Regions from separate parts of the Mus musculus genome. Here region 1 is linked to region 2. Evidence: chromatin contacts called from public HiChIP or PLAC-seq data. All regions are on one chromosome and are shown on one strand. The core of a region is the stretch at or near the end of the contact, and the rest is flanking DNA. Distances in the headings are between cores, read along the strand shown. Region 1 has its middle 39 kb from the start of Uap1. Region 2 overlaps Ddr2 (discoidin domain receptor family, member 2).

Region 1 (6,808 bases), core at 1,608-4,107, 130 kb before region 2:
TAGGGTTCTCCAGGGAAATGGCTCCTAAGGAGGTTGACAGGCAGATAGAGTTATATAGACATTTCTCTGGACAGATTGGCTCATAAGGTTGTAGAAGCTAAGTTCTGTGACCTCATGATTATAAGCTTGAAGTCTGAAAAAGTCAGTGGTATAATTCTAGTCCATTGTCAAGGTAGAGAACTAATAGTGTACATCCCAGCCATCCAGAAGATGCCAGGGTCATAAAACAAAGAAGATGGTTGTCCCAGCTCAAACAGCACATGCATACTTCTCCCACCTTTTTTGCCTCCACAGGCCCTCAGTAGTAGTTCCCACATGAATAAGGCTGATCTTTACAGTACACTGATTTAGGGTTTCATATGCTGATGTCTTCCATCCCCCTCCCCCTTCCTCCCCAAGCATCCTTAGAGACCCCCTGGGAAAGAATGGTATCCCAGCTCTCTGGTATTTTCTTAGCCTAAGGAAACTGACACAAAATTAACATCTCATCACTGTGGGAATATAGATGCTTAATAGACTGCCTTTAGATCACTAAGTTCTAACAAAATAAATGTATGCCACCCACTAAAATAGTCATGAACATAAAAAAGTTCATAACGCAGAAGTGAGTGGGAGGGGAGGCTAGTGCCTGTGCCAGCCTGCCCGAGTCTCCAGCATGTACTCTCACTACTAGGCTAAATTTATGTTGAGAACTTTTTCTTTATTAGATATTTTCTTTATTTACATTTCAAATGTTATCCTCTTTCCTAGTTTCCTCTCCAAAAATCCCCTATACTCTTCCCCCTCCCTCTGCTCCCCAACCAACCCACTCCTGCTTCCTGGCCCTGGCATTCCCCTATATTGGAGCATAGAACCTTTACAAGACCAAGGGCCTCTCCTCCCATTGATGACTGACTAGGCCATCCTCTGCTACATATACAGCTAGAGACAAGAGCTCTGGGGGATACTAATTCATATTGTTGTTCCACCTATAGAGTTGCAGACCCCATCAGCTCCTTGGCTTCTTTCTCTAGCTTCTCCATTGGGGGCCCTGTGTTCCATCCAATAGATGACTGTGAGCATCCACTTCTGTATTTGCCAGGCACTGGCAGAGCCTCTCAGGAGGCTTTTTCATTTGAGAAGAGAACTGCGGAGAAATCTTCACCTTGTAACAATGACGTTATTCCAAATAGGCAGTGATTAAGAACTGGCAGAAATGAATTCATAGTAGGAAAATAGAATAACAAAGTCCTATAGGAGGGATGGCAACCGAGCAAGGAGCACAGGCATTTGCCAGGGTTTTCAAATACTCTGAACTTGGGCAGTGGTCATGGAGCCATTTAAAGGAAAAAAAAAATCCTAAAACTGAACAGTTAAGATTTGTTATTTTTCGAAGTTCTGCCTCAAGAAGAACATTTTATACCTCATGCAGTTTTGTTTCAAGATATAATTCATTGGTCAAAGATGGGGCTTAAGTAACTTAAAATTTCATTACTAGGATATGGAAGAGTAGGGATTAAAATCCAAGTCTTCTGGCTCTACAGTCTTGTCACATGGTCCAATCCAAACAGCATTCTGAAAATGTTGAGCACAAGCTAAAGTGTTGGAGAGAGGAACAGACAGAAACAGTTGTGTTTTTACAAGGTTTAAGTTCTTTGTGCTGAAGAGGAAATGGAAAGGCTAAGAATCAATTGTTTTTTGTGACTGTCACCATCAATAGTTCAAGGAAGAGGCAAGTTGGCAAACTTTGGCCTCATAGCACAAGAAGAGAGAGGACCAGATGACTGAAGGCAGAGCCATACTTGGGCTACTGTGAAGTAATGAGGATCTTGACAAGGTTATGCAACATCAGCCGAAGACCAATCAATTGTTCCTGGGCCTGGGTGACATTTTCTTGTTATCTGGAAGGTAGGTGTGTGTGTATGTGAGTGTGCATGTGTGTATGTGTGTGCATATGTGTGTGAGTATGTATGTGTGAGTATGTGTGGCAGCAGGGCACTTCTGGGAATACTTAACATTTGAGAGAACAGGACTATATTTAGGCAAATCTAATTGTTTCAAGGGAAAGATTCCTACATTCTTTGAACATGTTTATCTGCTCATAAAAGACATCCTGAAGAGGCGAGCATTTGGCAGCCTGAATCTGGCACAAGTCAGAATGTCATAGTAGAAGAGGGCCTGAGAGCACAAGATCCCATCCAACCCTATTCATTGAGCAATTGGGAAATGCAATAGAAATCTTGATAACTCACATATAGGAGATGGAAAGTCAAACCCTAGAAGAGAAGACACTTGAGAACCCATTCTCACAGATAAGCATATTCAAGTGGAGATGCTCAGAGTACTATTACAATCAGCATTATTGGTCAAAAGCTATCGGGAGAGGGATCGTTACTTGACTGTTTAGTTCTTAAGTATGAACTTAGGTGACAACATCATGTCACAAAAAGATTGGACACATCTGTGGATAGGGACTCCCCCCACCTCCCATAGCCTTCTGAAATCCTCTACAATGTAGTTGCCATTGTCCTTTCCCTCAGGACTTAACCTAGCTCTAATATGCCAAGCTGTTAGGAGGCCTAGTATAAAGAAAACTCGAGGTTAGGATTTTGAGGGTATCAGACCCAGGATGGTGTGCACAACTGTAATTGCAGCCCCTGACAAATGGAGGCAGAAGGAGCTTAAATTCATAGTGAGTTTGGAGTGAGCCTGAAATACATGAAACGCTGCCATGAAGAGACATAAAATATGAGGGTAATAGTCGAAGCCCTGAAGCAGAATATTTTTGGCAGACTTGGTTCCTCACGTCTTCTGACTGTACTATAGACTACTTCCTGTGAGTCAGCTGTCCCCGAGGCCTCGTCTTGGCAGGCCACAGTTCTTTGTGGCTTTTGTGGAAGGGTTATGTCTGAGCAGCAGAGGGCAGTATGAACAAAGGCTGGGATGAAGTAGCAACTCAGCCTTGGTTCAGGAGCTCTGGCTTTGCAGCAATGAATGTCATTATGCATCCTCCCAGAGCTTCCTTCCTAGCCCAACCATCTTGCCCCTGACGCTACAGGTGTGTCTTTCTGTTATTCTTCCCACTTGCAGCAGACCAGAGTACTTAGTTTGAATGATTCATTTTACATATAAGTAACTGAGTTCCAAAAGAAGCCACTCCCTTAAGGATGTGCATCTAGGTAGTAACAGTTCAGACTACATGCTAGATCTGAGCTGGGGTCAGGATTTAGGCGCCAACTGCTTACTAAGATTAATTCAAGCCTAAGTGTGGTTTAAATGGCAGAGATGATAGGTGAAGATGAAGGACGAGACAGAGCTTATGACAGACAGAAATAGCAATAGCAAGGATTCTACAAATTGGTGAGGTTTCTTTTTCAATATATCTTTTCTATATTCCATTTCAACAAAAACCCTTTTCAAAAGAGGGTGCAGGGGGGTGGTGTAGCTCAGTGGTAGAGTGCCTGGACTGCATAGCCCTAGGTTTGAAGACCGACACCCCCCCCAAAAAAAAGAATTAGTAAATTCATTAAAAGTTAATTATAACTTATCATTTAATTGAATGGATCATTTTCTTGCATCTAGACAATTAAATCATGATATAAGAAATTCCAATTTTTTGCCTCAACCAAGTTCAACTTTTCCAAAGTCCGGTTCTCCAGAAATAACTGACCACTTTCCTGTGTGTCTTACACATCTTTCCAACCATCCTCCTCTTTGGAGCCCTGAGCCTCATCCCCGCAAGCTAGGATAGGTGGCATCCTGGTCCTAACCCTACCCAGGGAATTGTTCTCTGCTTAGCAGGGGTATTTCTCTGAGCCAGCTCTCGGGCTTAAAAGGCTTAATATATATGGACTTGTGGTGGATAGTCGCCATTGTCAATGTGATTGGATTTTGGAGTTACCTAGGAGACACACCTTGACCAAGAGAGGACATTTCCAGAGAAGTTTAAAAAAACAAAGACAAACAAACAAACAAACAAAACCATAAACAAAATATCCACCCTGAATCTGGGCAGCACCATACCACCTTTATTTACTTCCTCTGACTCCCTGTGGGTGGCCACTTGGTATGTTCCATTTCCAACTTTATGACCTTTTCATTCATATATATACATATGTATATATGTATGTGTGTGTATACATATACATATATATATATATATATATATACATACACATACATATACACATACATACACCATTGAGTATAATTATTATTGTCCATATGTACCCAGGTATGAGGCTATCCACTGGAGCAACTTACCAGCGGCCATATAAACAAAGGAAAACCACTCTCCCTCTGCCAGCAGCCAGCAGTAGCCAATGGCTTCTCAGCTAGGGGCGGGGGGCCTTGTTTTCCCCATCCCTGGTGGAGTTTTGACTGCCTTGAGCCTGTGCAGACAAACATAGCTAATGGAGTTCACGTGTGCAACTGCTACGTCATGTCCGGAAGACATCTCAAAGCACTCCTGTCCACTCTTACATCCCTTCCACCTTTTCTTCCGCAGTGTTCCCCGAGCCTTGGGCGCATAGGTGATATGGACGTCTCATTGAGAGCCAAGCACTAGCAGTCCTCTATTCTTAGCCCGTCGACTAGTTTTAAGTGTCTGCGTTTATGGCTGCCAGCTACCACAACAAAAATCAAAACCTTCTCTGACCAAGACTGAGAGTAGCCCAGGTCTGTGGGTATGAAAGCGAGTATTTAGGTCATGTAGTCTCCCCATATCTAGGGCATATTGTCTTCACAGCTATGAGTTTTTGACCAGGATACAGTACTGGGGATGAATCCTTTTTTCTTGTGGATCAGAAAGGGATTGGTGACTCTGTAACTGTCAAACTACAATTGCATCCGTGTACACATCTCACCTAAGCAGGCCGGTATTGTAGCCTGCACGGTCCTGTGCTGAGGAAGACCACGGATGTCTTTCTCCCTCTGCTGTCTGCCTAGCCCCTCCTGGCACTCGGAAAGCCAGCAGGGGAAAAGGTTTCCTGGTCAATCTCACTTTGACTCCTTTGTGTCCTGCAACCAAACTGTGTGGTTTCTTCAGTTACAGTGTCTAGATTTATGCCCTGCACCTCTTCAGATAGGTTCTGGGGATCGAATTCGAGTCTTCACACTTTGTACAAACACTTTACCAACCAAGTTTTCTCATCTATGGAATTTTAATTTTGGTTATTTATAGTACCGTTCATCTCTAAGATTTTGCTTAGTTCTTTAAAATTAGCAATTTCTTATTTATAAGACATCGTTCTCAGGCTTGCTCTTAACTATTTGCACTGAGTTTTTTTTTTATTTCTTAGAAAAGATTTATGATGTCTGCTTTAAAGCCTTTTACTAGTAAGCCTGCATTAGGGTTTCCCCAGGATCTATTTTTATCAACTACTTTTTTTCCCTCTTACATAGACTAATTTTCTTGGTCTTGTGTAAGTCATTTAAAAACTACTAGATAATTAAAATAGCACAGCATAGTGACTCTGAAAATCACATTTCTTTTTTCCTCATTGTTACTGACTTAATAGTCTTCATGTTTTGCATGGGTGAACACTAATGTTTCCGTTAGTTGTACTTAGTGGCCAGCTATAAGAGAAACTTTTTTAGATATTTTAAACCAAATGTTGTTTTTCTGCTTTCTGCTGACAGATTCTATGTGAGTGCCAGGGTACATTCTCAACACACTAGTCAGTTTCCTTCCTTCCTTCCTTCCTTCCTTCCTTCCTTCCTTCCTTCCTTCCTTCCTTCCTTCCTTCCTTCCTTCCTCCCTCCCTCCCTTCTTCTCTCTCTCTCTCTCTCTCTTTCTGTCTGTCTGTCTTTCTTTCTTTCTTTCTTTCTTTCTTTCTTTCTTTCTTTCTTTCTTTCTTTCTTTCTTTCTTTCTTTCTCTCTCTTTCAGATGTATTTATTTATTTAATTTATGTGAGTACACTGTAGCTGTCTTCAAACACACCAGAAGAGGGCTTCAGATCTTATTACAGATGGTTGTGAGCCATCATGTGGTTGCTGAGAATTGAACTCAGGACCTCAGGACCTCTGGAGGAACAGTCAGTGCTCTTAACCACTGAGCCATCTCTCCAGCCTCTAGTCAGCTTCTTTTTTTCTCAATTTTTGTTTGCCCAGTATCTTATTGTTAGCCAGAGTTGAGAAAATATACCTTTCTTAGCCACTTATAGGCATACTTATGGGCTTAGTTTGAGTCTTTTAGATCCCTAAGAATGTACTGGGGAACTTTGCAAAGTTCATGTAGGAAATCTAATTTTCTCTTTAAATCATCTTGGCCAGCTCCTTGCTTGCTTTGGTGTGCCATAGGCCACTGCCGTGTTACACCGTTGCCACTGCATACTTTTGATAAACAACCTAAAGATACTGTTTCCTACTGGGTGAAACCTGAGTCAGGTCAAATAAAAGACAACTCTAGAATATAGAGTTTCCAGACGGCTGGCAGATGGGGAAGAAAGATAGAGAGGATGGAAGGTGGTACCTTTTGAAAACCTTCCAAACCTTCTGCTGTCTCTAGAGGTGAATAGGTAGCTATTTTTCACAGATACCATTTTGAGGCTGCTAGTTTGAATCTTTTATTTTAGAGGTTTGGGAACTTGAGGTGTTATGCATACTAAGTAAATGGTGTACCTATTCTCAGACCGTGTGTGTGTGTGTGTGTGTGTGTGTGTGTGCATGCAGATGTATGTTGAGACCGGGGACTAGTCAGTTAGCTACTCTGGCTGGCCAGCAAGTGCCAGGATCCTCTAGATTATAGGAGCAGGTGCATGCTGCCATTCTCAACTTTTATATGGATGCTGGAGATTTGAATTCAGGTCCTCCTTCTTTCACGGCAAG
Region 2 (7,447 bases), core at 3,957-6,456:
ATGTGTAACAAACCCAGAGCCTGAAGAAAATGACTGACCTAATAATAGTCTTGCTTGTGCACTGCAGTGTGTGGGGAGCAAGGCCCAGGTGACACCGTTGACTAGGCTTGTTCTTTCTGGAACTGGAAGAAGTAGGTTGAGGTGGCCTGAGAAGGACCAGGGCTGAGAACACTGGATTTCCGTCATGGTTACATTGGTCGTCTGTGAGTTTCTGAACGAGTCAGTTCACCTTTCTGAGGATTACAGGTTCTGATATCGAGTATGGAACTCTAGGGTTCAGTGAGTTAAAATTTCTTCCCTGGATCTAAAATTTTGTAGTCATAGATATATCTTTAGATCATTAGACTGGCTTATGATAATCTGACCCTGATAATCTCCCTCTATCAAACGTGTACCTGGGGCGAGCCAGGGGTCATACTTCTGTGCTTAGACCTTTCATGTGCCCTGTGTTTTCCTGGAAGCCGTATGTAGCATACTCAGTGACAGGCAGGCCATGGGCTGGAGCTGGCTGTCGGGGGTAAACATCTTGGAACAAGCAATGCTTTCAGCCTTACAGCCTTGGCTCGAGAGTATGAGAAGTAAGCCTTGGGAAGCTGGGACCTGGTGGCAGCTGTTTCTCCTCGGTCTGCTTGCCAACCCTACTGGAGCTTGGGATGGACAGAGTTCTCAGCTGGGCCTACTGTGGCTGATGCTGGTAGTTTTCCACTCTGGGAAACTGGAAGAGTCCGTTGGCATCTCTGTCAGGAGATTGGTGGGTAGCGGAAGCATCCGGAAACCACCAAGACAACTCAGCAAGCATTTTTTTTTTTCCTGCAGTGACTTTTGCTTCCTGTGACAGGCTGCTCTCTGTACATATTTCTTTATATCTCAGGATATGGACTGAATAGGGGAGTGTAATCCAGGGAACGGGCGCGGGGGATTGGAAGAAAGGAGTCCTGATGTCTAGGATTTGAGCCAATGTTGCAGTTCTGTATCTTCCCAAATAGCTGAGATCCCTTCCACCAGTTACCCAAAATAGGCACATTCAATAGGAAAACCACACCGGGGCTGCAGAGAAGCGCCACGTTGGGTTCCCTGGGCCAAGGCTTCTTCTGGTTCCAACGACCCAGCGGGATGGGTAAGGCTATCCAAGATCAGCTCGCACTCTTCCTCTGCCCTTCCTGTGAGGCCCCTGGGAACACTGAATCATGGAGAAACTCTGCTTACTTATTTTATGTTACATTGCTGCTTTATCAGCTCTTGTCTCTGACCTCCCTGTCTTCAACCTTGTAGTCCTTGGACCTGGTTTCTAGATCACTAGCCCAACTCCCATTGTTGTAGGATGACTGAAAAGTTGGTCATTCTTTATCTGGGGTTTTGCATCCCTTGGTTTCTTTGTGTAGTCAATCACAGTCTGAAAGTATTAGATGGACAAAGTCAGGACTAATTTATAAATCTTAAATGTAGTGATTGGGACTGAAAGAACTAAATCTTGAGCCCCCCCCCCACCCGTCACACCCAGTGCTTGTCATTCACTGCACTTTATCTCTGTATATAAGCACCGTTTTGCCTTCTGGAGGCAAGTGGGTGTGGTTCAATAAGATGGGAGAGAGGCTGGGGAGATGGCTCAGAGATTAGAAGACCTTGCTTTGCATCATGAAGGCCTGCATTCAGATCCCAGCACCCATAGAGCAAGCTGAGCATCCCACAGCTGCCTGTAACTCCAGCCCAGAGGCATTAAACACTCCTTTCAGGCCTCAGTGCATGCAAGTTCACACATCTGCATACATTTGTGTGTACACAGTCACGCACACATAAACAAAATAAACATTTAATAAACATGTGAGAGCTACATTCACATAACTTTTACTTGGGATATCATAATTGTTCCATTTTATTATTAAGCATTGTTTATCTCTCACTATGATTAGTTTCTAAGTTAAACTTTATTATCGGTATGCATGTGCAGGGAAAGACAAAAGAGCTTGTAGAGGGCTTTGCACTATCAGCTGTTTCAGCCAACCATCAGAAAATATCCCCTTCTAGTGAATAGAAATCTACAGTGACCCTTGTGGCTCAGCACCTACTCTGACATTGAACTGTGAGTTTACATCATGGAACAGAACAAGATTCTTGTCATCCCTTAGGTCGATAGTCACTGGAGGCTCTTCTAACCAAACACCCAAAACTCTTCCTCAGTCGATCTTTGTGACTAGTTATCCGGCAGTGCTAAGGTCTATGCTGTGGCTTCTCTTTGTCTCCTACACATAATGTACACCCACTGTTGAACTAAGTCACTGCCTGATGAAAGACAGTTGGGCAAGCTGCTGCCTCACAAATACTTGCTGAACCCCACAGATGACAACTCACTTGGGGGGTTCTGACCTAGAAAGCCTCTACTGCACTTGCCCTTCAAGATCTAACATGTGAAGTGAATTGTTTTCATTCTTCTGTCTGGACATTTCCACCTATCTACCTAGCTCTCCACCTTTTCCTACTTAGCTGTTTGTCCAGTGTATGTTGAACACCTAATCAGAGTTGTGAGTCAGCAAGGCTGAAAGCGGCCAGGAATCCAATATGATGACTATGCTCTGGAAGGTCAAGAGATACAAGTGTGCTAGAAAATTCACAGTGAAAATTATTTCTTAGAAGAACCTGTCACTTGCATCCTGACACCATATTTTAGTATTTTTGATACTTTGTCAGACTCTCTGAGACCATGATAGCAACTGTCAAATAGGAAAGCAACTGTATCTTTTTGATGTCTGAATACCTGTTGTCTACCATTTGTCTCTTGGACCATAATGGAGGTCTAGGAGAGAAATCATTTTATGACTTATTCACTACTGACTGATTGTATAAATGCAAGAACACTCACTAATGGGCACATTTGTTAATGCTATACGTGAATGGATAGATTGCAATAAAGTAAGCAATTCTCGGATTTATGGGGAATCCTTTTCTATTTGTTATCTGCGTGACTCAAGGTTTCCCTTGGATGAATTCCCAAGACTACATCTTTAAGTCTCTGGGAAGAACTCAGCAGTCCTCTGACACTGCATAGCAGAGTCCTATGTGGTCTTTCTCCGTCACTCCCTCTGCCTGCCTGTCAGGCACACTTCTGATCTCGTTTACTTCATTTTTCTATATCTGTTAAGTAGGGGAAAATTCTTGCACGGAGCCAATTACAACATGACAGAAAAAGGATTCCTAGAAATACAACCCTACCGAGATGCATTGTAGTGGCAGTGGCAGTGTCTTGGTTATTGTCCCACAGACCAGCAGGCCCCACGATGGGAAGTTATTTATGATACTATCATGACTCACCTTGTTGGCTGTTCCCAATGTCTGGCTTACCTCACGTGTCCCAGAGGACAGAGGTTCTCGTTACATTTACAGCCCCACATCTGGACACATGTGATGGATGGGACTGTGGATGTTCTATGCTGCAGCTGTCAGCAGGGCCCTTGAGCGTCATTCTCTGTCCAGGATGGATGGGATCTGGGAGCGGACCTCAGAGGCCAAACCCACAGCAGGATAACTGCATCTTCACCAACATGCAGCTTCTGGGTTTAGTTTTCAGATACGCTAGAGTTACAGTCGCAAAGATCTTCACATGTAGGCAGCAATCAGGCAAGAGTCTCAGGGCCAAAATGGAACAGGAAAAGCAAAGATGGGACTAACTCTTGCTCTCAGTGAGGTGTGCTTTTCATTGTCAGTTGTTCAGAGCACACTTCAGGTTCTTCAGGCTTTGGAGATGAGGGTCTCTCAGGCCTTCAGCCTCCTGCGGGAGCTGTAGTGGTGGCTTCTCTTTGCGTTCATTTGCTCACGACCTGGACTGAGCAGCCCCTAGTTCTCCTCTCTCTGCCTCCTGCAGATGGGCCCGGAGGTACCATTCAGTGTCAGTGTGTGTGTGTGCGTGTGTGCGTGTGTGTGTGTGTGTGTGTGTGTGTGTGTGTGTGTGTGTGTGTGTGTGTAACATGAGGGTCCAATTTCTCTCTTGGAAATATGGATATCCAATTTTTTTCAGCACCTTGATTGACAAGACTATGCTCCCCGCCCCCTGTGCATTTTTTGGTACCTATTTTGAAGATGGGTTGACCTTATATATGTGAGGTTATGTCTGGGCTCTCCATTCCATTGCATTGGTCACATTTTTAAGTATAGGACTACTTTAATTACTACAGCTTTGTGATATATTTTGATATCTAAACTCCTAATACCTCTAGGTCTGTTCTCCTTTTAAAAGAATACTCTAGGGTTTTTTATTTGTTTGTTTGTTATTTTGTGGTTTTATATTTCTGGAAAAATTTCTGGCTTTCCAGAAACATCCATTCTTTCTTTTCCTTCGTCGTAATGATTCCATTTCGTTTCATCTTCCTACTCATCTTTTATCTCGTAGACTATGGTGACTTCCGAGTGTTTATAGTTACTTGTTTTGTCTTTGTAACTCTGGAAGTCCACTCAATCTTGCCTGAGCTCTCACTCCTTTGCTGTAACTGGGCGCTGTCGGGGCGTTGCTGGCTCCTTTGTTTCCCATCTCTCCAAGATGGTGGTCCATTGTTGTCTGGTGCCCATTGTTTGAAAGCTGGATTATTTCCCATAGGGAATTTCATATGCTCTGTCTTATTCTCTTTGTTGAAAGTGAAGCCCATCCCTGAAACTACTGTTTCTAACAGGACCAGCATGCTCAGTACTAACACGGGACAGTGGATTGAGCTGTTTCACAGTCTCATACAATCTGCTCCTTAGTAAACCAGAGTGCTTCTACCCATCTAGGGCTACCTGATGGCTACAAGGATAATGCTACTTTTAGGAAATTGATTTAATATGTAAATCTGCTAGTAAGGAACTAAGGCTGGGACTATTGGGGTTATTACTCAATACAAGAAGAAATTTGCACATTAAATTATATTACATTAGTCAGAATTTGGGCCAAAATGTAAGTTTGGCTGTTGGTTAAATCTTGGAGGTATTTGGATATTAGGATTAGGAAAAAGCTCTGTAGCATCAGTGTGGCTGGACTTGGGTCATAGAGGGATCTAGGAAGATTTCAAGTCCCCTATTTCCTGTTCTGTTACCAGTTTCAACCTTCTTGGGGACTCTGGACTAAAACTGAAAGCACATTCTCTGTTTTCTCTCTGTTTCCTCGTTCCAGCCATATGCCGCTATCCTCTGGGCATGTCAGGAGGCCACATTCCAGATGAGGACATCACAGCCTCAAGTCAGTGGTCAGAATCCACGGCTGCCAAATATGGGAGGTGAGATAGCTTTGTCAAGAAGGCCTAAGTGCCAGGGGGAGGGGAGCAGGGGGAGGAGGGAATGGCTACACAGCCACAACTCAAGATGCTGGGGGAAGGGCTAGTGCTGGTGAGAGCTTGCAAGACTGGAAGCGAGATGTGAAGGGGTTTGTGCTGCTTGGAATGTTTCAGAGAGAGGCGAAGCCTTGGCTGCAGTCACTGGCCTGGAAACCTCTTCCCAACCACAGAGGCCTCAGAACCACACCACCCACTGTGAATGGGGTCATTGATAGGCAGTGGATTTGCTTTACCGGACCTCACTGTGGGCCGTTGTAGGAGAAAGGCCAAGGGCGCAGGTACAGAGAGGTGTAGATTATGTAGGACACTGGCAGTGAGTGATGCCTGCGTCTCAGGAGGTATCTGAAATGCCACTGGGCAGAGTGTCTATGGTCAAACCAGACACTGAGGTTTCCAGTAAGTTCTTCCTTCCCTCAAGGAAACCTCACACAGAAGGGCCATCCTCATCTATAAACAGAGCAAATTCTATGTGGAGTATGTAATTCCCAAGGTCCCTAAATGAACAGACTCCCAACTCAGAAGCTACGCTGATGATCGGACCCTTTTCTTCCTGCTAGAACCTAATTATTTGATGTAAATTTCGTATTGATTTTGTTAAAATGGAATCACACATGAGGCAATCGACCCCCATAACCTCCCTCATCATACCTGTCTTAGTGTTTGAGAGGAGAGAGTAGTGTGGAGTTATGGGGGGAATGAGAAATGAGTGGGTAAGCTCTGCGAGGAAAGGGAGTGTACTAGGGAAGAGGGAGAAAACTCAGAGGGTACTTCAAATAAACCTTAGAGTGATTTCTCAATGCCGTTCAGTGGCGGTCTAGCCTGGAGTAGTAAATGAACCCAGGTTATTGGTCATTCCCTCACAGGCTTTCCACCCTCACCTTCACCATGGCTCCCATGGCTTTTGCTGGGTTGCCATGCCCATTCTGCTGGCTAGCATTCCACCATACTGCATAGCCCACACTGAAGACCTACCTTTCCTCCCTACTCCTTCCTCCCTCCTATAACTTGATACCCAAACCAGGAGGAGCCTGCTCTGTGAGATTGTGGCTGAGGAATGGACGTGGGCAGGGTGAAAGAATTCCACAGAGGAGCATGGGTGGAAAGGGTTTCATTTCCCTAGAGTTCTCTAAATCAAGATTAAAAGGCTACATGTGCTTTGGAAGGCCCCAGCTCCATTGTGGTGACTCTCCCTGGGCTGTGTGGTGCTTCAGAGACAGGAAACGAACCACAAATGGAAATGGTTAGGACAGACAGACACCATGGGGAGGTCCCCCAAGTCCCTCTGGACTAGATGCTGGGTTTTCACTCTCTCCTCAGGCGCAGGGCAGCTGCCTACTGTGAGCTGGTGAGTGTCTCTTGTTTCACAGTTGCTCCCTCTCTTCCCTACCCTTCTTCTCAAGGCTGGACTCTGAAGAAGGAGATGGAGCCTGGTGTCCTGAGATTCCAGTGCAACCCGATGACCTGAAGGAATTTCTGCAGATTGACTTGCGAACCCTACACTTTATCACTCTTGTGGGGACCCAGGGGCGCCATGCAGGGGGTCATGGCATTGAATTTGCACCCATGTACAAGATCAACTACAGTCGGGATGGCAGTCGCTGGATCTCCTGGCGTAACCGGCATGGGAAGCAGGTAAGAAGAAAATGGCCACGCTTTGGGGGAATATAGGACTCAATAGTTGTCAATAGTTCAAACTGTGTATGTTCAAGCCCGATATGACATTGTAAATGTGGCATGGTGTCAGTTCAGAGTTGACACAGAGGATCTGTTAGCTCTGCTGAGAGAGTTGAGTGACTATATTCTGCTCATGAACAAGGAGCAAAGTGTCCATCAAATGCATGATTCATGAAGAAAGGTGAACATGATTTTAAAGGTCTCTGCTCCTTCTCATATCTCTCCTAGGTGCTTGATGGAAACAGTAACCCTTATGATGTATTCCTGAAGGACTTGGAGCCACCCATCGTCGCCAGATTTGTTCGCCTTATCCCAGTCACTGACCACTCCATGAACGTGTGCATGAGGGTTGAGCTTTATGGTTGTGTCTGGCTAGGTAAATCTCGACCACAGAGACCTTCTGAACCATAGAGAAACTTCCAAGCCCCAAGAACTAAAAACCACCAACTCAGAAAGGGATGAAATCACTCCCCTTT

Evidence for each region. HiChIP or PLAC-seq counts read pairs in DNA pulled down with a chosen protein or histone mark.
Region 1: a contact with region 2 is called in a CTCF HiChIP or PLAC-seq map of the NIH/3T3 cell line, with 9 read pairs. The contact joins two enhancer-like sites. A contact is called at or near these places in 1 of 15 datasets of contacts at CTCF or cohesin (the NIH/3T3 cell line), 5 of 484 Hi-C or Micro-C datasets (3T3-L1-derived adipocytes, embryonic fibroblasts, tail fibroblasts and 1 more) and 1 of 9 other capture datasets (adipose tissue).

What each region holds. Positions count from the first base shown.
Region 1 is chr1:170,132,635-170,139,442 of GRCm38.p6, reverse strand. No RefSeq gene overlaps it. Among named protein-coding and RNA genes, the nearest start is that of Uap1, 39 kb to the left of the region's middle. Within about 2 kb of position 2,857, at least 104 of the 459 cell types and tissues checked have an H3K27ac peak or open chromatin away from gene starts, as enhancers often do. A contact at or near this core is called in the NIH/3T3 cell line and adipose tissue, where this site is marked.
Region 2 is chr1:170,004,555-170,012,001 of GRCm38.p6, reverse strand. It overlaps Ddr2 (discoidin domain receptor family, member 2), which reads left to right. Exons shown (of 17, transcript NM_022563.2): 3 at 5,138-5,240; 4 at 6,698-6,929; 5 at 7,200-7,347. Among named protein-coding and RNA genes, the nearest start is that of 3110045C21Rik, 39 kb to the right of the region's middle. Within about 2 kb of position 5,206, at least 58 of the 459 cell types and tissues checked have an H3K27ac peak or open chromatin away from gene starts, as enhancers often do. A contact at or near this core is called in the NIH/3T3 cell line and adipose tissue, where this site is marked.